Linked DNA regions of Canis lupus: region 1 is linked to region 2. Evidence: chromatin contacts called from public Hi-C data. All regions are on one chromosome and are shown on one strand. Each heading gives the region's core, a stretch centred on a gene start, on an enhancer-like site or on the middle of the called end of the contact. The rest is flanking DNA. Distances are from core to core; before and after follow the strand shown.

Region 1 (6,829 bases), core at 3,692-6,191, 180 kb before region 2:
CTAACAACTAGGGACAGAGATTGTCATAAGGTCCCAAATTTCAGCAAAAGAATACTAGAGCTTAGTTTGCAAGGAGACATTACCTATAATTACCTCCTTCCTCCTACGATTTAAGCTTCTCTGAACTTTAGCCTGAGCCATAACTATTTTTTTATCAATATACCTCATGAGATTTCAAGACTGCTTTAATGCTCCCAGTGCCTTCCAGTTCCATATTTAACACAAGGATTATTGACATTTATTTGTCTATGTATGAAGTGCTTAAATTACCAGAGCTAAAATACGAACAATGAAAGGAAGCTTTTGCAGAAGAATGTCAGCTATAAATGTAGACGGACTGATGGAGTTTTTTTGTTTTTGGGCTTTTTTTTTTTTAATCACTAGTTCAAAAGCCTCTAGTACAGGCAAGCATTATCAATGTGTGCTAAAACTATATCAGGTCAAAGACTATTGAAGAACTGGGATATTTGCCCAGTGCTAATGTATCAACACAAAGATTGTTTACCGATTGCAAAAAGGGAAAGGTTTCTTCACAACAGAAAGATCTGGGGGTCTCCACTTTCACCAAGTGATTAAAGTTAGCATCATCAGTAGCAACAAAACTTGACATTATATGCCTCCCGATGGAATGCAGTATGAAGCGCATAGCTTCACCTATGAAATATTCGGGCCAAAAATGTGCAACATCCATATGAGGAAACCTTTAGACCTAATTCAACAAATTAAACTGCACCACAAAGAAATAATCTGAGCAAATTCTAGAGGGGAGAGTATTTTTCAAGACAATGGGCCTGATGCCTTTAAAGTAAATATTTTAAAAAAATACAGGAATTGCTCTAGTTTAAAAGAAATCATAAAGAGACATAGGAACTAAATACCACACATGAATGCAATGACTGGGAAAAAAAAAAAAAGAAGAAAAAAGCTACGGAGGACATTTTCATGGGGGGACAATTTAAGAAATCTGAATACAAATAGGGCATTAGATTAGGAAACTATGGTTATTTTCTTGAAGGGTGATAACTATTTTATTTCAATGGCTAAGTGTTTAAATTTTTAAAAGACACACGCTGAGAAATACAGAGGTGAAATCTTATTAGGGCTGCCACTTAAAAATGGTTCACTGAAAAATGTATATGTGTATTTATACACATGAAGCAAATACGACGAAAATCAGCAACTGGTTAAGTGGTGGTTATATGGCACTGCAGTTTCTTATTTTTTTCAACTTCTCGGAGTACTTGAAAATATATACTATGTGAGATTTCTAAAAAATGTTATAATTAAATAAGTGGAGCTTGATCGTCTCCGCTGCTATCCATAAAGCTGCTCGTGGGGGGCTGAAGGGGAAGTAGGCAAGAGCTTCCCTTTGTTTTCCTCCTTAGTACCTCATGCATCCCTTGAGGGCCAATAAATATCTATTTACCAATACACGGCAAGAATGGCTCCAGTGTCCCCTTTGGCGAGTGTTGGGGTGGCTGTTGGGCAAGAGGTGCACCCACAGCAGTGCCCCCCAAGCCAACAAGCCGGTGCCTGAGAAACTGCTCGGGGCAGAGCCGGGAGGGCATCCACAGGGCAAACGCAGGCCCTGCGAAGTCGGGAGTCGTCACGATTTTAAATACTTCGTCCCTGTGTCCTCGCCAGCACCCTCGGGAAGGACGGGACCTGCTTCTGACCCGTGGCCCCAGTAACGTGCCCACCGCAAACGCAGAGCATGGATCCCCTCATCGCCTCCTTCCAGAAGGCTCAGGCCTCGAACGCTGAGCCCACCACCAGGCTGGTCGTGAGGGCCTGAAGCTGGGGATGAGCGACTCTCCACGACGTGACCTCTGTGGCCCTCGGGGCCTGAACAGCGTGTTGGGAGGGCGACTCCCAAGTGATTTTCTCGGTTTTGTAGGTGGGAAGACAGCGCTGACCCTCTGGCTCCCATACATGGCCATACAGGCCTCCCCCTCCCAAGGGATCCTAACCGAGGTGCTGGGGAATAAGCAGTAGGGGATCCACTCCCCGCCCGCCGGGCACAGTCCACCTGGCGCAAGGTCAGGCGTCCCGGCCCTGCCCAGGAGTCTTGGTGGAAACCAGCAGGAAACGAGCCGCGGTACTGGCAAATTCCAGAAGCCTTGTAAGGGGGCCGCGCAGCGCTAAGGCGAGAGCACGGGGCCCGGTACGGGGACGGAGGAGGGTCCCGGGAAGAATGCACTGGCCCCGGGCGGATCCGCTGGCCCCCCACGAACGAACGTTTCAGTGTAACGTCCAATGAGAAAGACAGGATGCATTTCTGCCTCCACAAGACCTAAGAAGCCATTTTCCTAAGAAGGGATAAAGGATTTCGTGCCTTCTTTGCTTACATCCTATTTTAACTTCAGGTAAGGAAAAATTAGAGGAGCCACGAGTTTTAGAATTAGGTCATTTGTAACTCTTCTTGTATCAAAACTAAAAATAATTAAAAGAAAAAAATTCTTGAATGCGTAATTCATTTCAGAACCGACTATCATGCTTACTTTCAATGAACCCCAAACCAAGAGGTCTGTGGGCAAATCAAATTTCATACAGAGAAGACCCATTTTCTACACAGTGTCAAAGTTTCTGGAATTTAACAGAAGTATCTGAGATTAAGGCTAATTCTTAAATTCCATCGTTTTAAGATCTCAACATCAAATAACTTTATCAGCATAGTCCTATTTGATTACTTGCTGAGAAAGAGAAAGAATGTGGATGAGGTTAAAGCCTTGGACTTCACTAGAGCAAACAAGATAGGGGCTGGGACGTTCAGTTGCAGAATTCTGTATAAAGACTTCAAAGCATCCTCCTGATTTTCAGTAAATCACTAATTTTTACTGCCTTTTCAATGAAGTGCATACACAGAGTATCTCCACGTCTTGAGTAATCAAATTAAGGCAAGAAGTCTAAAAGCTTTTTCAAGGTCAGTGACAATACCAGCTTTTGAACATGTCTTTAGAACATATTCCTATAGAACATTCTAGGAAATTATCAAACCTACCTGCACAATACAATCGCCTGGGGAACTGTCAGAAAAGCAAAGGTCCAATTCATAAGATTCTAATTTCATTGGTCTCAGATAGGGCCCAGTTTTCCACATAGTACATGTGAGCACGCACGCGCGTGCACACACACACACACACACACACCCCAAACACACATCTTGTCCAGGAGATACTAATAATGAAACCATTGCTTTAGACTTGGGGTATATCCCAAAAAAGAAAAGACAAACAATTCCTGATAATCCATCCTGAACTTCCATTTAAGGGGAAAACTTCTGCCTTAATAACAATCACTTGTGTTGACATCATCATCTCATTCAAAAACAGAAGATCTCGGCAAGATAAAAAAGTTTGCAATCGCCAAACATCCTATTCCAAGCAGCAAAAGAGGTCAAAAGCAAATGACATTTTTTTTTCCTTTTGTCATCTGCAGCGATGCCAATGAGGTATTAGCTATTGGTTATCGTATTAAGGTTGGACTATCTTGTGAAAAACTTTATTTCCGCTAATTTTCATTTCTGTCAGACTTTCCATTATAAATTTTATTTTCTCTGCCAGTAAAAGTAGTATGAGGTTGCAATTTGGCAAGAACATTTTAAGCCTGGGTGTGATTTCCGTACCCCAATTTGATTTAAATTAGTTTTGCCATATTTAGTGAGCACTAAAAAAAGTCCATTTGGCCGCTTTGCTTTGTCTATTGGTTCATTTTCTATACAATTTCAAAAGTCTGAAAAAGTTACCATGTTTATCTCTGATAATTTTACGTGGAAATGCACTAATGAATTCATATTGCCCCATGACTATTTATGATGAAAACAACTTAATAAAGAACCCGCCAGCTTTTGTTTTTTGGCTGAAATACCTGCTTTTTAAAAAGCCACGTGTCTATCCCTATTAGTGTTAAATCCTCAAGAGAAACGTAATGCGCATATATATATGTTATATTATATACATGCGACATATGTGTATATATAATAGATATATTTTAACCTGATGCATTTTTGAAAAAAAAAAAACATGCGTTTCAAAATAATAATTTATTTCTCCGGAACGGCTTTTTGCTACCTGTTGCTTACCACCACTATTTCTCTATACCAAACAAAAGGCTATTGGGACTGGAACAAGCATCTTCCCGTGTAACAGTGCTCATCCCCCTAAGTCCACAGGATACGTTGTTATAATACGATAAAGCTGCTCTGGGAGCTCCTCAGGGCATATCATCTAAAGGATTTCCACCCAGCATCTCTAAAATGTAGTAAACAGGAGAAACAAAAGCTTCCTCTCCAGGAGAGCCACTCACCTTGCCACACAGTGGGGAATCATTTCAGCTGTGATCTGCTACTTAGACTTGAAGCCCAAGATACCGAGACTTTGCCTTTCCCTTTGGTCTGCATAGCTGGTGTTGGAGACAGGGATTCAAAAAAGCAATTCGGCACCAGAGAAACATTCACTGGAAGACACACTATGGTCTGCTCTATTCTCAAATTTCACGGAAAGCAGAAACTCATAATATGTGCACTTTTCCTCTCCAGCCCCTATTTTCTCAATCGGGGAATTTCCAAAATTTGGCTCTTTTATTTATCCTTAAGTGATCACACTGTTTATGGATACTGCTGAGACCACGCTAAGCACAGAGAAAGTCGGTTCTTGCAAGACTCACGACCGTGAAGCAGACACAAGAAAGAGAGAAATCTCCACACTCCACAGCTACACTATGAAGACTTTTTAAGAAAAGCATATGCAGGCACACTCCTATATACAATGAGAATTTTCCTGGACACGAATGTCTCAAAATGCGCCTCCCGAGGCCCAGAAACGCAGCCATCACACACCGGTCCATCCACCTCTACTCCACCCTCTGCCCCTTCCACTTCTCACCTGGTGTTTGCCAAAAAAATAACTTCGGTCTCACCCGAGGGAAGTATTTCCCACAAACCGAGGGAGGGTCTGTGTCCCTGCACTTACACAGACAGACTCACGCGGTCTGGATGATGCTTTAACAAGTTAAGGGGCCTCGCGCTTACTCAGCAGAGGAAATCTTTGTGTCTGTGAGGAATCACGCCAATTCCTATTAGTAAGAAAGGATACAGGGGCGAGGAAGCCTATTCTCTCATTGACCAGAAAAAGAGGCCCAGCGAAAACAGAGACCTCTGCCATGACCATCTGCAAAAAGGAAGGATGTTGTCAACTTTCTTCTCCCCAAAACTCTAGTGACCTCTGCCTTGACCCTCCGCAACCAGATACACAGGAACCGGCTCTTCTGCAGGAATTGAGAGCTTTACACCAGAGACTCAGCACTGAGAGGCTTGTCGCCGGAGCTATCTGCCCCGAACATTTGCACTCACATTCCAAAGATGTTTCCGTTGTGCTGGAATGGCTGTAAATTTCTTTCCTGCAGAATTCTTTCCAAACAAACTGCCATGAACTGTACTCTGCAGCTTGTGTAGCAGGAGTTCTTAACCAAGCACCAGTTCACCTCGTTGCGACCAAGCTTTCAGATGCCGAACAGGACTGAATCGGTGGCTGGGCCAGAGGAGGCAATTTTAAAAATGCAAATATATCCAGGGGGGATAAAAAAAAAAAATAAACCTCCACCAGAATTCCACCTCTAGTGACATATGACTGATGCATAAAGGTAACATCCTTCACAGGCTCTGTTTAATTGCAAAAACTGTCTGCTTGCATTTTCCAGGATGTATTAAACAGGTTGTTTCAGAAATTCAAAACCGATTTGTTCCCATATCCTTAAAGAAAATGGGAGGGTGAGCGGGTTGGAGAGCAAGCATTCCCTTTCGAGCATAAGAAGAATGTACATTCTGTTTGGGTGAGGAATGAGACAGTAGAAAGCTCTGAATATGAGAGAGGATTATTAAATTCTACCAAGAGTTTGCCCAAGTAAGAAACCAATGCACTTACAAAAAAGAAAGCCTAAATCCTAAGCAAAATCAAAGATTTTAAACATGTGATTAATACCGATATTGAAGTAAAAAAATAATAATAATAAAGAAAAAGAAAGAAAGAAAGAAAGCATCTACAAAAACTCAATTGTCCTAAAGCAAAGCTTACACTTTTGGCCATGGATAGTATTTTTAGAAGTGGGCTTTCTCTGGAGAGTGCAAAGTATGCAAATGCAGAGTGCACAGAGACACAAACACACACATGCTATACCTTTGTATTACACTGGCATTTTATTATTTAATTAAAGTACTCTTATTTTTCTAGCTCACGCATGCTTCCCCTGAGACGGCTTTGCTGTTAGCCTGCTGGCCTTGACTTCCAGCCAAAAACAATTCAGAAACAAAAAGGGACAACAAATCATATTTTCACAGACATTTTTATCTCTCAATACAACCCTGTTTTCACACAACATCATACAGCCCCTATGAAAACTATAATTTAGGGCAACAACCCACCCGAAACCCAGGGTCTGACGCATGGCTACACGAAGTATTTCTAGTGTAAGAAATTCGTAAGTTCTTAATTGCAAATAAACTCTTTTGATAGAACCACTTTAACGGACATTGCTGGTTTGCAAACAGTGCCACTGGTATCGGCTGATGGATTAAAAAAAAAAAAAAAAAAAAGGCCAGTGAATGCAGTTCTGATACGGCAGGGATCTAGAGACGAGGTGTTTATTACTTCCCAGCTCTGTGTTATTTCATTACTTTATAAAAGAGAGAGGCATCGGCAGATATTCAGTGCATCTCAGTGCCACAGTCTAAAATGCATCACCTAATTTACAAAACACACCGATTTACCGGGTTAATTCTCTCAGCCCTTCCCCAAGCAAGATTCTCACTTACCTGGTGGCAACCCTGTAAGTT
Region 2 (7,426 bases), core at 1,312-3,811:
AAAAAGAAAAAAAAAAAAAAAGAAGAAAGCCGCTCTTCAGCGCATCATTTTATGCAACAGGAGGTAGAGCGAGAAATGAATGGATCACAGAGAAAAGAGAAACTACTCGGAACGATCCGGTCTCAACTTTCCCCCCCGCCCCCCGCCCCCCGCACACACTCGCACACTCGCACCCACGCGCGCACACTCACACGCACCACTCCCCCCCTGCATCTCAAAGTAGCTACAAAGAAATTAAAGAGGAGCGTCTCCGGAGCGAACACACGTCCAAAGGGGGAGGGGGGGGACAGGGTCGGCGAGGGAGGGAGGGAAGGAGGGAGGGGGGGTGGGGAGCAGAGTGGAGGGTCGGATCCTGGGAATTGTCCAGCACCCTAATTCGTGAAAGAAAAGGGTTGTAAAAATTAAAGTCAGGCCCTCGGCAAAGTCCGCGGTCCCTCCGAGCGGCCCGGCGGGGGTGGGGGGGTGCAGAGAGGAGGGGTGCAGGGGGTGCAGCGAGGAGGGGTGCAAAGAGGAGGGGTGCAAGGGGGTGCAAGGAGGAGGGGTGCAAAGGGGAGGGGTGCAAGGGGTGCAAAGGGGAGGGGTGCAAGGGGGTGCAGAGGGGAGGGGTGCAGGGGGGGTGCAGAGGGGAGGGGGAAGGGGTGTCTGAGCTGGGAGCCGCGCGCGGAGCCGCCGAGCCCCAGCCCCGCGCCGCCCGGCGCCCCCGCCCGCCGGTCCCCGGCGCCGCTACCTACCGGCCGCGCGCGCGAAGGGGCTCCCGGTGCTCCGCCGGCGCCCGGGCGGCGTTCATGTCTGGCCCCCGCCGGCACCGCCACCTCCCGCGCCCGCGCCCGCGCCCGCTCCTTCCCCGCCGCCGCCGCCGCCGCCGCCGCCGCCGCCGCCACGGATCCGCAGACGCGCAGCCAAGATCCCTGACTCTTAACACCAACTCTCTTCTCCGGGGAGGGGAGGGGACGGGGGAGGGGGGAGGGGGAGACACGCCGAGGCGCCCGGAATTGCAAGTTCAGCAAAGAAATGGGGGGGGGGGCTCCGGCGGGGAGACGCGGCTCGGGCGGGCCGGGCGGGCTGGGATGCACACCCCCCCCCCCGCGGAAAAAAAGCAAATCCACACCTCCCCCCCCCACCTCGCAAAAAAAAAAAAAAAATACAAACGAAAATTCATCGAGCACCTCATTTTCCCTCAGATCGTCAGTTACAATCTGAAGCCTGAACAGTTCAGTTTTTGCCCGTTTTCATCCATCGGAGGCACTTTGAAATTTATTCGAGTTTACATCCCCTCACTTCTTCCTTCCTCCGACTCCCGTTCCCTCTCACTCACACATCCACACACAGCAAAGCAAGTTTATACTAGGCTGCAAATACACGTGATGCAAAAAGACTTTGCCAAGAGGAACAATATTTTTCTTTTCCATATATAAACCAAGCCACATTTCGCTGGGGAGATTTTCCTTTCGGTAGTTTTGCATTTTGGGGAGGGAGGGGGGCCGAAACCTAAATTGCATACTTTCTTGCCCCTCCCTTTTAAGTCACAGATTAGTAGAGCTGCAAACTTCGCCAAAAAGAAAAAAGAAAAAAGAAAAAAAGAAAAAAAAAAAAAAGGCAATTTTTGAGGGTGGATGTTGTTTTGTTTTTACACTTGAGTTCCTAGCCACGCTAAGTCCCCGCTCGCCAGCACTATAAGTTTTGAATTCAACATTTACCATTACAGGCCTTGCATGCTCTTAAAACATACTTTTTCACATCACTTTTTAGGATTAAAATTAAGCTTCGTAATTCTATCGCTTCGTAATAACAAGCGTGCTTTACCCAGGATATGCAACATTTCGCTATTTTAACGTGTGTTAAAATACACATTCCAGAAACCCTGTTACTGCTAGATGTGCAAGTACATACACAAAATGCATGCACACACTTTTTTCCCATTGGCAAATTATTTAATAGGTTGTTCCTTTTGTTTTAATAAAACATCGGGATCGACATTTTTAAAAATCAAATTCAATTACAAACAGTTTACTCTGACAGCAAATTGTAACGTTACCTTAAATGGCCACAAATATGCTCACAATATTCCAAGGAAAGTGACTTTAAAAAGAAAGACAAAAAATCTTCTGCAAGTACTTAGTATCTCACATGTGTATCCCCCAAAAAAGTATTTTAACTGGTACTCAGTTCTGCTCCAGGGATATCCACAGAATACAAGATTATGCACCTGGCTCTGGTTTTTGCATTTTCCACCATCAAACTGCAACAAAATCCCCTCCCCCAAAAAAGAAACCATTAAAAAAAAAAAAAATTCCAACAACTTTTTCTTATTGTTTCTAAAAAAAAAAAAATATATCAATACAGGATAGTTAGAATCTTTCCTCAAACAAATCTTGTTGGTGGCTTTTTTTTTTCTTCTCCTCTTATAAAGTCTTAAACTTGTTCCAAGTTTAGAGGTGTCTCATCATCATCATCCTCCTCCTCCTCCTCATCATCACCATTGACTCCCCCGTGGAGTCACATTGATAATAATAGGTTTCCCTGAAAGATACATTGTAATCCATTCACATCCGGGCACTGCGGGCTTATAAAGAGAAGGCGCTGCGGCCGCGGCTGCTCCTCCAGACAATGACTGGGGAGGGGCGGGGCGGGAGCGGGCGGCCATAGAGTCGTAAACACGGCGCCTAGAGCGGCGCCCAAGATGGCCGCGCGCAGGGCCCCGCCTCCTCCGGGAGCGGCGGGCGGCGGGGAGAGGAGCGCGGCCGCGCGCGGGGCGGGCGCCGGGGCTCGGGGGCTCGGGGGCTCGGGGGCGGCCGCGGGCCCGGGCTCCTGCGCGCCTCTCCCGGCTCCCTTTCCTTGGTCTTCGCCCCCCCCCCTTAATTTTCCCCTCCGAAGGGTAGTTTCTGAATAAATTAAGGCATTGCACGCCGCGGAGCCCGGGGGGTGGGGGCAGCCGCAGGGAGCCGGGCTGCGCGCGTGGGAGGCGGCGGCCGGGGGGCCCCCGGGACCCTGCGGGCCAGAGCTCCGGGCCGCGCCGCCTGCCCCCGAGGCCGTCCTGCACCGGGAGCCCGCTCGGCTCGGCCTGGCCTGCGGCTGCGGCTGCGGCTGCGGAGCATCGTCACCTGGTCCTCGAGCCCTGCAGGCCCCCTGCTCTGCGACACCTTCGTGACCTGGGAGGAGGGAGCGGGGCCATCGTGACCTGGGGAGGGAGGGAGCGGGGCCGCCACGGAGACCTGCGTGACCTGGGAGGAGGGAGCGGGGCCCCCACGGAAGACCTTGGTGACCTAGGGATGGATGGGGCCCCCACGGAGGACCTTCGTGACCTGGGAGGAGGGAGCGGGGGCCATCGTGATCTGGGGGAGGGAGCGGGGCCTCCACGGAGACCTTCATACCTGGGAGGAGGGAACGGGGCCACCACGGAAGACTTCGGTGACCCAAAGGGAGGGAGCCGGGCCACCACAGAAGACCTTCCTGACCTGGGGGGATGGAACAGGCCCCCACGGAAGACCTTCATGACCTGGGAGGAGGGAACAGGGCCACCACGGAGGACCTTCGTGACTTGGGAGGAGGGAACGGGGCCTCCACAGAGACCTTCCTGACCTGAGGGATGGAGCGGGCCACCACGGAAGACTTTGGCCACCCAAAGGGAAGGAGCGAGGCCACCACAGAAGACCTTCCTGACCTGGGAGGAGGGAGCCGGGCCACCATGGAAGACCTTGGTGACCTGGAGATGAACGGGGCCACCACACAGAAGACCTCTGCCCTGGTCTTCTCCAGTCACTCGCTGCCCTGGCCACATCGGTCCGAAGGGCTCAGGTGGAGGAGAGCTCCCAAGGGACAAAAGCGAGTGATGAGGATGAGGATGGGTTGTCCTCACACCCCGGGTTTGCCATGAGCCAAGCAGTGTCCTGCGAAGCTCGGGCATATTGGCGGCTCTGACCCTAGGAACGACCTCCAGGGTACTCTGGGTATTTTGATAGAACATATTTTATATTCAGAGACTCAGAAGCACAAAGTGTTGAGTAGCTTGAGCCAGGGCACTTCGGTAAGTGACACAAAGTCGCCTGAAATCACACAACTTTATTAAGCCATAGAAGCCACCTTTGAAGCCAGGCAGGGCCGGACCAGAGTGGACGTCCCCCCCATTCCTGTACCCCTGGCAGCCGAGCGCCTCACCTCCATTCTCTGTTGCAGTTCTGTGGCATAACAGTTTGGAGCAATTTTCAAGATCTTTAATTCCTGTATAAGTGTTTAGAAAACAGGAATGAGGGCATTTATGGGTTGTTTCCTGTATATTCCCACATTGGGAAGGTGCCTGGCTTCTATCCCCAGGCCATGTGCTCATCTTAAAACAAATTTTACCTGTAGACGCTACTTCACGCGGCATTATCACACGCGTTATTTGTGATGCTCAGAGGAGGCCTCTACAGGGCTGTGCTGAGATGATGTCATGAAAAGTTCACAAACATTTGTTTAGGAGAAATAATCCACTGGTGCTACCTCTAATCAGCTCTGTGACCTAAGGCTTGAGGTCAACGTCTTCCTATAAAATATGGAGGCTAGGTTAGGTAATCCCTTAAAATTCTTTCTCATTTGTGGTCAGATTGTAAGAGTCTCCCTCTTGATTTCCAAGCGGAATAAATGGTCTGGAAACAAATTATCGAATCAGGTCTGAGACTTAAATGCACACAACTGATTTGCTAGCATTTTTTTTTTTTTTAGATTGATTGATCTTGATTGATTGATTTTAGAGAGAGCCCGGGGAGAAGCAGAGGAGGAACAGAGGGAGAGAGAGAATCTCCAACAGACTCCCTGCTGAATGCAGAGCCTGACTTGGGACTCGATCTCACAACCCTGAGATCATGACCTGAACCAAAATCAAGACTTGGACACTTAATGGACTGAGCCACCCAGGTTAACAGCACCTGATAGTCAGAAAGCCATGCAACCACCCTTCCTATCCTAAATTCAGGGACAAATGTGAATTGCTTTTGTTTTTGTTTTGTTCTGTTTTCCCTGAACTACCAGAAGAATAGGCCTATCTACCAAGTTATAAAGATCAGGAGACACATGAGAAAGGAAGACTCAATAGGAATTTTGTGAAACTTGGATAAAAAGGTAAATGTAGCAGATGTGTTTTGAGGTGTCTGCTCCATCGACAGACTCCCTTCCTTAAAAACCTGTCCACAAATCCCGATAAAGAGGTAGAACTTGATGTGTGTATCACATGACTCCTTCCTGTCCGAGTCTCTGCAGCCCCAGCTGATTGGGTCACAGGAACTAAGAGAGGAAGAGATCGACAGGAGTCTATGGTGGGTGATAGATCTGACCAGTTGGCGTCAGCTGGCCAGGGCTGGTGCCAGGAAGCCACGCCATGTGAGCCATGGTTATGGGGAAACAAGAACCATGAGTAAGCAGAGGAAACTGCTCTTCAGATATGAAAGATCTTGGAAGTTCTGAGAAAAGCAGGCAATTTGAGTCCTAGGAAGAAATAAGGAGAGATGCTTTGCCAATTCTTATGAGGGCCCCCTTGCCTCCTGTCCATGAGAGAGCTGACTCCTGTAGTATTCCCCTTCCCGAGCTAACGTGAGTACTTTTCTGATCCTCACTACTAAAGAATTTAGAAAAAAAAAAAAAAAGATTCTTTAGATTTCAGCGTTTTGAAACAGTCCTTAACATTAAAAAAAATTTAGTGACCACTCTACTAGGGTATAAACACTGTTCCACTCCCACATGGTAGCAATTCTGTCCAATTAATTGTGCCACGTACAGTCAGGACAGTACAACCAAATGTCATTCCCCTTTACCGTGTTGTAACCTTGAGCAAATTTCACATCTTTTCAGAAGTTAAAAAAAAAAATTTAATTTGTCTTCAATACTTTACATGACTGGTTAAAATCAAATGAGATGGTAGAGATGAAAGTACTCTGAAAATGACAAATTCTTCTGAAATGTAAGGCATCATTATTGCGTAAACCAAATTGATGCCTAAAGATAACATTTAATTCATAGGAGTATGGAGGAGTGGCAAATATTGAAACCTAATGAGTCGCAGAAAAGAGCAGACATTGAAGGGGGCTTGGACCAAACCCTTGAGTTTAGTTCAAGATTTCAAGGTCACATCACTAATGAGTTACAGAGGCAGAAGCAGCCCTCCAGTAACTGAATGCCAGTCTAGAATGCCATACGATTCCTCTTCAAATTCCATCCAGTTGGATCTCCCCCAATCTTGCCCTTGTTAAAGCAGACAAAACCACACACAAACACACAAAATGACAGTTCCTTGAGGGTCTAATGAAATTCATCCAAAAACTCACCAAATAATTTTTGAGTGTCTACCTTGTGTCGGCATTTCTTCTTTTAGGCCGTGAGGCAAAAAAAAAAAAAAAAAAAAGTAGGCAAAAATAATCAGAATAATATAAAAGTCACGGACCGGCTTGATTAAAAGGAAGAGTCACCGTGAGCAAGATTCAGCCTGTGGAAGATATGTGGAAAAGGAGGGCCATCCCAATATAATTTTAGGTTGATCTATAAAAGGGCACGACCATCAAGGACCTCAAACTGGAGCCCCATATAGACTGCAAGGCTGAGTCAGAAAAGCAGCAGGCAGGACAGAAGAGGAGGGATTAGTCAGTGCGTATGGAAGAAGTCCAGAGCTTCATGAGACACAGGCCCACATTCCCAGGGCCTCTTGCATTTGCTGGTCCCACGATTCTTTCTCCTGGTTGCTCACACAACTAGTTTCTTACCATCCTCCTGGCCTCAGCTTAAACATCACGTCTTCCTAGAGACCTTCCTAACCATTCAGTCTAAAGTAAGCACCCCTCTTCGTATTCTCGTCACTTTTACATCTTTAGTGGCACCCTTCTCAATTTTTGTTAATATATTTTTGATAATATAACTTTTGTTAATATATTTACTATTATATTGCCTGTCTTCGCCACCGGACGGCACACTCCATAATGCAGGTACCGCATGAATCGTGTTCACTCTATTTGCCCACACCTGGTGCCAAGCCTGGCACGTATGAAGTATTTGATAACTATTTATTAAATAAGTGGATCAAGAATCTGTCTTTATTCTTAAGATGCACATTTTAATACTGAAGAGTGCCACTTTCATGCTTTTTCAAATCAGCCTCTCCTTAAGGTCTCATTTTGGCTTGATTTCATCGAAGGCAAATGTTGCTGGTGATATTCAGTGTGATTTGAAACAGGCCACTGGCCCCTTGTCACCTCAATCCCCAAAGGATAACTGCCTTAATTTACCCAACCATGAAAACAATGTCTTCATTATTATGAATGCATCAAAAGCTGCTGTCATAGTATTGCTTCACTATCATAACATTTTATGGCTGAGGCTTGGGAATACAACAAATTTCCAGAAGTCACACAGCCGCTACATGGCAGGGCTAAGATTCAGACACAGGCGGACCATGCTTCTTTTC

The links. A called contact is a pair of places that touch in the nucleus more often than the background predicts.
Region 1: a Hi-C map of tumor fibroblasts shows a contact between it and region 2, with 11 times the contacts expected there. The contact joins the enhancer-like site here to the promoter of TCF4 in region 2. A contact is called at or near these places in 2 of 9 Hi-C or Micro-C datasets (skin fibroblasts and tumor fibroblasts).

What each region holds. Positions count from the first base shown.
Region 1 is chr1:20,346,878-20,353,706 of UU_Cfam_GSD_1.0, reverse strand. It overlaps TCF4 (transcription factor 4), which reads right to left. Exons shown (of 19, transcript NM_001003268.1): 5 at 6,809-6,829. Among named protein-coding and RNA genes, the nearest start is that of TCF4, 180 kb to the right of the region's middle. Within about 2 kb of position 4,941, at least 3 of the 20 cell types and tissues checked have an H3K27ac peak or open chromatin away from gene starts, as enhancers often do.
Region 2 is chr1:20,161,307-20,168,732 of UU_Cfam_GSD_1.0, reverse strand. TCF4 (transcription factor 4) reads right to left here and starts at 2,561. Exons shown (of 19, transcript NM_001003268.1): 1 at 2,036-2,561.